2 separate regions of the Cyprinus carpio genome follow, and region 2 is linked to region 1. A link is a contact called in public Hi-C data. All regions are on one chromosome and are shown on one strand. Each heading gives the region's core, a stretch centred on a gene start, on an enhancer-like site or on the middle of the called end of the contact. The rest is flanking DNA. Distances are from core to core; before and after follow the strand shown. Region 1 holds the start of LOC122133990 (transcriptional enhancer factor TEF-1-like). Region 2 overlaps LOC122133990 (transcriptional enhancer factor TEF-1-like).

Evidence for each region. A called contact is a pair of places that touch in the nucleus more often than the background predicts.
Region 2: a contact with region 1 is called in a Hi-C map of skeletal muscle, with 2.8 times the contacts expected there. The contact joins the enhancer-like site here to the promoter of LOC122133990 in region 1. A contact is called at or near these places in 3 of 8 Hi-C or Micro-C datasets (liver and skeletal muscle).

The regions. Positions count from the first base shown.
Region 1 is chrB7:38,900,998-38,906,365 of ASM1834038v1, forward strand. It overlaps LOC122133990 (transcriptional enhancer factor TEF-1-like), which reads left to right and starts at 3,163. Exons shown (of 14, transcript XM_042728590.1): 1 at 3,163-3,368; 2 at 3,799-3,904.
Region 2 is chrB7:38,961,275-38,965,962 of ASM1834038v1, forward strand. It overlaps LOC122133990 (transcriptional enhancer factor TEF-1-like), which reads left to right. Exons shown (of 14, transcript XM_042728590.1): 8 at 18-55; 9 at 1,165-1,226; 10 at 1,317-1,450; 11 at 2,674-2,847; 12 at 4,136-4,276. Among protein-coding and RNA genes, the nearest start is that of LOC109093778, 17 kb to the right of the region's middle. Within about 2 kb of position 1,392, at least 1 of the 8 cell types and tissues checked has an H3K27ac peak or open chromatin away from gene starts, as enhancers often do. A contact at or near this core is called in skeletal muscle, where this site is marked.

The DNA.
Region 1 (5,368 bases), core at 1,913-4,412:
TACATCAATTTTTATGGAAAGCAGAATCTGCATCGAATGTCCTGAGTTTAGCATGTTATTTACTCCTGCTTTACCAGCAGCTCCTCTCTGACACAGGCACTCTCAGGTTTCCGCTGTGCATCAGGCGCTTTGTTCTCTAGCCACACCCAGTGTTAATTCAGGTGAGCTCTGTTTGTGTGCACTGGCTGTTTGAGCATATGGAGAGGCCTGCGTGTGTGTGTGTGTGTTAAGTGTATGTGACACATGGAGGTAGACACCTGAGAGTGTGTTTTATGGTAAACATCATCCAACCTCTTATTTGTCCACAGCTCCACAGGGTCTCTGTCGGTGTGATCCACTACCTAAATATTAGAAGGCAGTATTAGATAACTGTTTATCTAATAATATTCTTATGTTAAGCCACTGTATAATCGTGTCTTTTTATATCAAATGCCAGGTGTGCGTTTACAAACTCAGTGTTATAGTAAGTCATCACATGCATAACGTAGTTTCTTAACTAGGCCAAGGCTCCTCCAAATTGCGTAAGTTCTCATATTGTTTGTAATACATCAAACTGCAGTTGAATGATCAGCCTCGGGCATTGGTAGGGATTGCGAGAATATTGCTCAATTGTACCTTGTATGAAATTGATTGAATCAGAGTGCAGAATGCTGCATGAAGCTGGAGTGCTTATTGGTTTCTTAAATGAGGCACTTTATCATTTTATCTGTGTGCACCTCGACCGTGCCATCGTGAGAAATGTAATCTCATCCATAGGTTTACAGGCCGTGTGTGATTCTGAAATTGTCTGTGACATCCGCAGGTCCACGTTCTGCACTACGGCGAGACGATTTAAAGCTACTTTAGCCAACAGCGGCATTGATTTACTTGGATTTTGTGTTTGCAAAAATCTGTAAATGCATTATTGACTGATGTACTTGTTCCTCAAAGAGCCAAACGCGGCCTTTAATATTGCTAGTTGAGCATGGCGCCTCAAAGACCTACAGTACGCCTTCTGTGTTTAACGGTAGCCATTTGCTTTGGCATTGTTTTTCACGAATGACATTTCCACCTGGGTTCACAGACATGAAGGGATTTTCATATGGCTGCTTTCCACCAATCCAATCTGTTAGGGCAGCTCAGCTCTTAGATAAGGCAATGAAAACAGGCTCTGATGTAAGGCTATGAAGCCATTTACAGTCCTCTATTATGCCGGGATCCTTCGCTGAGGCTTCCTGGATACACGGAGCTAATGTTTAACAAGGAGCTTGTGAAACCCTTCTGGCAGATGACCCATGACGGTGAATGAATCACTGCTGTGACTGCACTCAGGTGCTGGAGCTCTGCGCCGCGCCGAAGGAAAAGGCTGGCTCCTCCAGGGCTAGCTGGATTTGCATAGATAAGCTTTCCCTTTTGATGCTTAATAGTTTGGTATTGAAAGAACAGACACCATTCGCGAGGATGAGAAGCAGCAGATAAGATAAGACAGCCTTGGAAAGCAGACGTGGTGCTGATATTGCAGATACAGCGGGGAAAGGGAAGCGTTGCACTTAAGCAAAAGTCATTATTCACTAGTAATTAAACTTTAGGGGCTTCAAGGAGGCTATTTTATGTACGTTATGGTGTTGACTTTGGCGTGATCAAAGAAAAGGCTGCGAATCTCAGAGAGGATCTAATGCATTGCTGACAACATCCACAGTGACACTTAAAAGCTGTGAATCACATGAACAGTGTAAACAGTAAATCCATATTCATTGTGAAGGGCAATTATTATTATTTTCGTCCCCCAATCCCAAAAAATGCACTACAGGTCAAAATATTTTTTTTTATGTTTTATTTTGTTAAAGTAGCTATTATCTATTTTGATATATTTTAAAATGTCATTTCAAAATCTATTTTTAACTTCAGTCTTTCTGAAATCATTCTAATATGCTGATTTGGTGCTCAACACAAATTTCAATGTATTATCAATGTTGACAACAATAGCGCTATAAAGATTTTAGTGGAAGCTCCAATACACTACCATTCAAAATCTGGGGTACATAAAATTTAAAAGAATAAGAATTAGAAATGTATACTTTCATTTAGAAAGCATGCTTTAAATTGATCAAAGTTGAGAGTAAAGACATTTATAAGGATACAAAAGAGTTCTATTTCAAATAAATGCCCTTCTTTTGAGCTTTCTGTTCATCAGAGAATTCTGGGGAAAAAAGTATCACAGTTTCCCCCTAAATATTAAGCAGCAAAAGCATTTTTTAACATCGATGATGATAATAAGAAGAAACATTATTAATAATTCAGCACCAAAAACAATTTCACCAAATTGAGCATCATTAGACACTGAAGAATGACTACTGAAAATTCAGCTTTGCTATCACAAAAATAAATGATAACATCATATATTTAAATATGCTTATATTTATATGTATAATAATGTTGTAAATAAATGCAGCCTTGGTAAGCATTTATTTATTTATTTTTAAATATATTAGAACATGTAATTCTTCCAAACCTTTGACCGGTAATGTATATTTTTGCATTCATCATATAGCTGGTGTTAAGAAAAGTGGGAAATATATCTGGACTACTCTCTGCGTCTAAAAGTAAGTTCAGGATATTAAGATCGATCTGCGGTGTGCATAGTGAGTTCTTAGTTTTCATAAATTTAGCTACTATTTTGGCAATTTGCATGCCACACTTAATTACAGTTTGTGATTTTATGCTGATAATGTACAGGTGTTTACATATCTTAATCTAATCTTTTGTCTGTGGTTTTCCAAACATGCTGTGTAAGTAGATGGCACCAGTGTCCACAAGCATAGAAAATTCTGCCTCTCCAATTGGGGAATGGTGCCACGTCTAATAAAAGCACTGTGATAAATGTTATATAGGCTAGGCTATTTTTACAACAATTGTACATTTTTAATTATTTTAACATGATGAACTATTTTCTTATATTCATTTAACCTAAATAAAGGCATGCACAGTAAAGACAGCGAATCATTATTACATCCATCCGAATCAATAGGTTGCAAACAAGTGAGTTAGAAGAAAGTATAAACAAGGCAGCGCTGTCTCCCATTGGAGGACGGCTTGGACGTGTCCTGTGAGGTCATCCCCATGGATGTGGGAGAAGCTGCGGGATGACGCCACCCTCTGGCTCCGCCCTGCTGCAAACTCGACGCGGCTCGCGTTCATTTCATTCCTGCTCTCATTCCGAGCATTCTTCGCATCTCTATCGGTGCGGCGGAGATTCCCGTTCACATTCCCGGCCGGCCCCAAAACACAAGAATAACTTTACACAGTTTGCAACAAACTATACAAACCCACACTAGAACAAAACAAAGGGGCCGAACTTAAATTTTGATATAAATAAAGCGGACGTTAAGGTAAGTTTTAAGGTAATTAGCCCTTGACGGCTTAAGAGCAAACGATTTTATGGATTAAGTTAAAGCAGACGAGCAAATGCAAAATGTTTTGCGCGATTATGACTATTGATAGGCATGTATCAAGAGGGGTCGGGCTCAGAAAGTATCTTTTTTCAATGGGATTTAGTTCGACGCTGCAGCAGCAACAGGGTGCTTTCACTTTGTCCACTGACTCAGTCTGACATAGCACGAAAATCTTTGACATTTTTCACATTTTTTTGCTAAAGAAGCTGACCTCGCGCGCTCGTGCTCTGCAGTAAGTCCTGTACATTTACACCCAGAAACAATGCGCGTCGTTTTGGTGGGAACATTTTTCTGGACGTTGATTGTTGCATGAAAAGAATTTTGGACAAGATGACGGATCCAAATGTTGCTGTTTTCTCCTCCATAGTTGGCTACGCCGCACATTTCGGAGCGGAGCACAAATATAGCGCGAGGAGACTTGTTGCTCGCGTATCTTTGGCGTTTATTCACCAGCTTCGGTTCACATCTCACCCGTAAGTACGCATTTGACTTTTCTCCTCTTTATTTAACCGACTTACGTAAACTCTTGGCATCTCTACGGAGTTATATCACATTGGTCTCTTCGTTATTTGCTGTAACACACACAGAACGACACGGAAAATTGATAACATCCGTGAGCGTTAATATATTTGTGTCTTTTATTTTAAAAACGTACTCCGCACTGAACTTCCCAGGCTTGGTTACTCTGGAGAAACTTTACTTCACTGTTGTTGTGCAACTGTAAAAGTATCCCTTTTATTTGTCCAAGGCTGCTAGATACATTTGTAGCAGCTGTTGACATTGTTTTAATGTATCAGCTTGTTTCAGAAAGATTACATGGGAGAATCTGGCTGCTATTCCTCTGTCATTTCCTTTGTTGGGATTTGCCCGCCCTGTTTCCTCTGGAGTAACGTCGTGCCTCTTTGCGTTGTATTTGGACTTTATAAACGACAACACAGGTTAAAAACACAGTTTGGCAGTTACCGTGTGTGCTTTAAAACCACTTATTTAGAAACGCCGTTTCATCACAAGGAACGGAACTATGAACGTAACGACAGAATAACAGCGGGACGGCGTAGCTTAGCTTAGCACTTCATCAGAACTAGGCTTTACCAACTCCACCAACTATCCAGGCTTTTAGCTAATGGCGTGAAGATTACTATTCCACAGTGTTTTTAACCGTTTCACTGTCCCTTTGTGAATTAATTCATTATGAAATCACACATGCCTCTGTTCCTCATTCACACCTCCAGCTGCAAAACCCCCAAAATAAAACGAGCTGTGAGTTTCACTGTAAGCTTATGAATTCTGTATAATCAAGCTAATTAAGATTCATCCAATATACAACCTAACTGTTATACTGATGTAATAAAACTGTAACTTAGTATTAGTCACCAGAAAGCTTCTTTAAATTAGAGCCCTGAGTATTTATTTCAGTTTCAGCTGTGGTAGAAACTTATTTTTTGTGGAAACTAAAAACAGTTAAGCACATTTTATAGCACTAAGTAAATCATTAATGCCAAAGTCTGCAATCCATTTACTTTTTTGAACCAATTTAAATGTCATCTTTAATGAAAATTGAGTTCACAGCATACTTTGTAGACATGACAAATATGATTGTGAATGGATGGAAACAAACTGATACAGAGCAGGCAGAAATAGCTGTTTTGCACTTTTTCACGTTTTACATTGTACTGTAAGAACAGTAGCTGTCTTATTATGTATTGCTTGTCTTTCTAATACAAAAGCTTTAACACTGCTGCCCTTGCCCTGTTCTGGACTTTAATTCTCAACGGGAAACAAGTTCCTCTATTTTGTGTTTTGGGGAAAAGACCTCTTTTCTTGCAGTTAATTATTGTCTTATATTTCACATTGGCCCTTTTATAAAGAAGGGTCCGAGTGACACAATGTGTTGTTTGTGTCCTCTAACTGGGCCATTATCATGTACTGCAGTAAAC
Region 2 (4,688 bases), core at 142-2,641, 59 kb after region 1:
TTCTCTAGTTTTGGCAGGGCATGATATCCACGGGCCAGCCTGGATCCTCACAAGAGTGAGTATCTCTACTAGAAGTTCTGCTCCCATTGGCCCACTAAAGCTTGTCCTCTTGCTACAGTGCTTGCAAGGCACATCAGACATTCTTCTTCCTCTTCTTCTGCACCTTCATCATTGTATTCACCCTCTTTTCCACCACCTTCTTCTTCACGTTCTTCTTCACCACCATCTTCACCTTGTTCTGCACCTCCTGCTTCTTGTTCTTCTCTACCACTTTCTGCACTTCCTTTTTCACCACAGTCCTTAGCTTCCTCCCTTTCTTATGCAACTCTATCTTCACCACCTTCTTCTTCACTTTCCCCTTCTTCTGCACCTTCTTCTTATTCACCACAGTCTGTATCTTCCTCACCTTATTCTGCACCTCATTTTGCATTTTCTGCACCTTCTTCACCACCATCTTCACTTTCTTCTGCACATCCTTCTACATCTTACATCTTAAGACAAGTATACACTACAAGACAAATTCTTTAATTCTACAACAACTAGTGTGCAGCAAAAAGCCCTAGATTATGGCCAATTTATAATTTCTGCCAATGCTGTCTAGTATGCACACTTGTAAATTAGTTAGCTTATTTGAAATTTAGTCAGCCAGTTGTCAGGCGTGGACACAGTCCTTTAGCAAGAAAGTTGCAATATCCAATTAAATGAAGAGAATGTGAGAGCAGGAGGAGGTAAAGCTAGTGGGGTATCATATTTCTAATTCAGTTTTTTTACTGAGTGTCACGACTATGCTCTGATTCAGCATTTCATTTTCACAGAACTAAATGCATAGCCCAAAACTTTAATCTGGTTCTTTTGCTGCCTTGCAAGCACTGGTATTTCCTTCTTTTTCCACCTGTCTCTGTTTTGTCTGCTTTATTGTCGTTCTCCTCTTCTTGATATCTGTATTTTGCCCGACCCTTCCAGCTTATTCTCTTTTCCTCAGAGGGATCAGAGATAGAGGAATCCTTTCCAGAAACAGGGATGGGTTGAATCCAAGTTTAAATACTTTGTACAGCTTTGTTTCTTCTTTGCTGTGGAAGCCTCTTAATCTCTTCAGTATGTAGTGCCACTAAACTTCAGGCTGCTTGTTTTCCTGTTCTTAATTCTCCTTTGTCTATGTTTTAGCATCAAGCCATTTGCTCAGCAAGCGTACCCCATCCAGCCAGCAGTCACAACTACAATCTCAAGTATGTCGGTCACGACTTGCCATGTTTTTTTTGTTGATCAATTCACATTCAGATGTAGCATTCTGTTTGTTTAGAAGGGCTAATATTCAGTGTGTGTAGGTTATGAACCCCCGACAGCACCGGCACCCACAGTGCCCGCCTGGCAGGGCCGATCTGTCGGCACATCTAAACTCAGACTGGTGGAGTTCTCCGCTTTTCTGGAGCACCAGAGAGATCCAGATTCCGTGAGTCACTTCTTTATGTCACTATAAGTCTAAATGAAATTAAAATGGAGCTAGTTTAATTCTTTATACACATTCCTGGTCTTATTGCACATGATTCATCATTGACCTTTAGCCTACTAGTCAAAAAGCCTCTCAAAGGGGAGTGTTTTTAGATAGAGGTCCTACACGACTGACTGAAAATGCACATTCTAGTATGCATTCTAGTATGCAACATGTACTTCTCACAATTCAATCTCTTTCCAATGGGGAAAAATACCCGCCCTACATTTTTGGCTCTTGGAATATCTCAGATAAACGTTTTACTTAAGAAATATGATTATACTGTAATTAGGGTTGCAAAGGGGTGGGAAAATTCTGGTAAATTTCTTGAAACTTCCCAAAAATCCCTGGAATATTTCGAAAAGTCCTGGAAAGTTTCCAAAATTTCTGGAATATTTCCAAAATTTACTGGAAATTTTCCACCTTTTTGCAACACTAACCGTGATACAGTGAGAATGAGTTGTGAATAACATTTTATGTTGACTTTGAGGACTGTCAAAATACAGTGTCCTGTTTTTATTTCATTTTTTTTAATTTGTAACATAATTCAGATGTCATCATGATTAGATAAAAAGTATTGTTTCTCTACTATATTAAAGTACCATTGCTAATATGTGTTCTTTTATATGCTGTGGTACATTTGTGAATATCTCCAAATTATACCTTAAAAAATTGAATTTTTACACTTTTTACAATAAAATTAAATTTTTTAACTTAAATATCATGAACTACCAATGAACACTTTATGACATGTTCATTTCTACATATGCTAATACATTTTTAAAATGTCAGGGGGCGTAACATTATTTTTTATATTATGAACAAGCATGAAGTAACAATGAACAATAGCATGCATACATTAGCATTAAGCAATATTATTTATTATTATTATTAATTTATTTCTAAAATAAATGATCATTAACCTTTTTTCATGTTTATTCAGTCATTTGTTTGTCTGCCAAAATAATAAAATGTACGAATGTGAATTTTCTCACCAAATATAATACTGATATATGTGGTTAATAGTGAATAATTAGCACTATTACTCATGATCATGAAATGTATTAATTAACAGTTGTGAATAGATGGATAGTACTAGTTAAAAACTAAACAGTCAAGAACTTTCAGTCATTTTGACAAGTTTTCCTGTTTCTAACTTGTTTTCTCTCTTTTTTTCTGTGCAGTATAACAAGCATCTTTTCGTGCACATCGGTCAGACAAATTACTCTTACAATGATGCCTTGCTCGAGTCAGTGGACATTCGTCAGATTTACGACAAATTTCCTGAGAAGAAAGGAGGGCTGAAGGAATTGTTTGGCAAGGGTCCTCAGAATTCATTCTTTCTCATAAAGTTCTGGGTGAGTGAATCTCTGCAAAGAATGAGCATCTGTTTAGCGATTCACAACATGCGCGGGACAATTATCCCCAAAAGAAGACATCGAAACACACAATTAGTCCAAGAAGAACATAGTATTTTTTTTTATTTAGGCTTAAAAATAAACACATATGCAGTGTGATGTGTAACGCATGCCCAGCCTGTGCCCAGGTTTCTACACTAATGAGAGCGAAATTACCACAGTTCATGTTTACCACCCATACAACTGCCTATTTAACACAAATGTTTATCCACTGAGTGATTACATGCATAAATAATTGTGCATTTCCCTAAAGACACTGGGCTACTTTAGTTTTATAGACAGACGTCTCTGTTTACGCGTCCAAACCGCTATATTTGGCACAGCATAGCTGAAGTGTCCATGATCAAAGCTTGCACTTATTCCGTTTAATATCGCGAAACAATTGGATGACCTGGATGCTCCTCTAATAGCTATTCAAACATTGCATGCATTTTGTGAAAAGCTAACTAGCGGCAACCAACAAAGTGGGCCTCGTCGTGGTTGGAGCGAGGCTGCTCGAATTCCGTTTGAAGTGACACAGGGATCTGAATTTCAAATGAAACTCTGGATCTGCACAATAATGCCTCTCTTGAATATGATGTGAAAATGTAACAGGCTTGTCTTAATGAAAAGAGAGTATGCCAGAAATGAATATTTGAGCTCTCTCGGTAATGAAAATCGTGTTAGCTTACTGAAAGAGCGGAGAGCGAGCTGTTCTTTTTTCCACTCTTTTTCAGAGTTTTTTTTTTTGAGTGCCTTTTTACTCAAAGTTATTTAATCTGTTCTTTCTAACCTTAGACACAGCCTTTTTCTTCAATACCCGAATAGACTAAAATGTAGAAATAGCCATGGTTGGCAGCTTAGTTTTAGCTAAAAGGAATAGTTTCCATAAATGAACATTTACTCACCCTCGTGGTCTTCCATAACTGACTTTTTTCTTTCATGTAACACCAATATACTTCAGAAAGTCCATAGTGGTCTTTTCATAATGTGGATGTATGACAAAAAAGCACTATAAAAGCAAGTTTCGTGTCTATGTGAGGAACAAACTGAAGTATAAGTCTTCAAAATCCTCCACATAGGTTATTTTAGCTGTGCTTACAGTCTCCACTAGATGGCAGTTTTGTATTGATGTAATATGTTGATAGATCTATCCGTTTTTGCTTGTGTAGATTTCTCTGTTATAGAAGTATTTGACCGTGTAGCTTATTAAATTGAGAATTAAAGCTACTGTCTCATTGCTTCATAGGCTGACTTGAACTGCAACATTCAGGACGAAACTGGGGCTTTCTATGGAGTGAGCAGTCAGTACGAGAGCCCGGAGAACATGACCATCACCTGCTCCACAAAGGTTTGCTCGTTTGGCAAACAGGTCGTGGAGAAAGTGGAGGTAAATTTCAAGCATTCGTTTTTAAGTACAGTTGTATTGTCTAAATGGAGCAATAAATGTTCTTCCTCTAATATGAGTTTCCCAGAGGAAAATGTAATTGCTCTTTTATTACTCAGGACACTTAATGGAGTTCTTAGTTGTTAGTCTGAAATTTTAAAAAGCTGTTTTCAAAAGTAAGAATATACCATTATTAATAATTAAGCAGCAAATCAGCATATTAGAATGATTTCTGAAGGATCATGTGACACTGAAGACTGGCGTAATGATGCTGAAAATTCAGCTTTGTTATCAGGGGAATAAATTACATTTTAAAATATATTCAAATCGAAAACAGTTATTTAAAATTGTAATCATATTTCATAATTGTGCTGTAACAGTTTCAAATGAAAGAAGCATTGGTGAAGATTAAAGA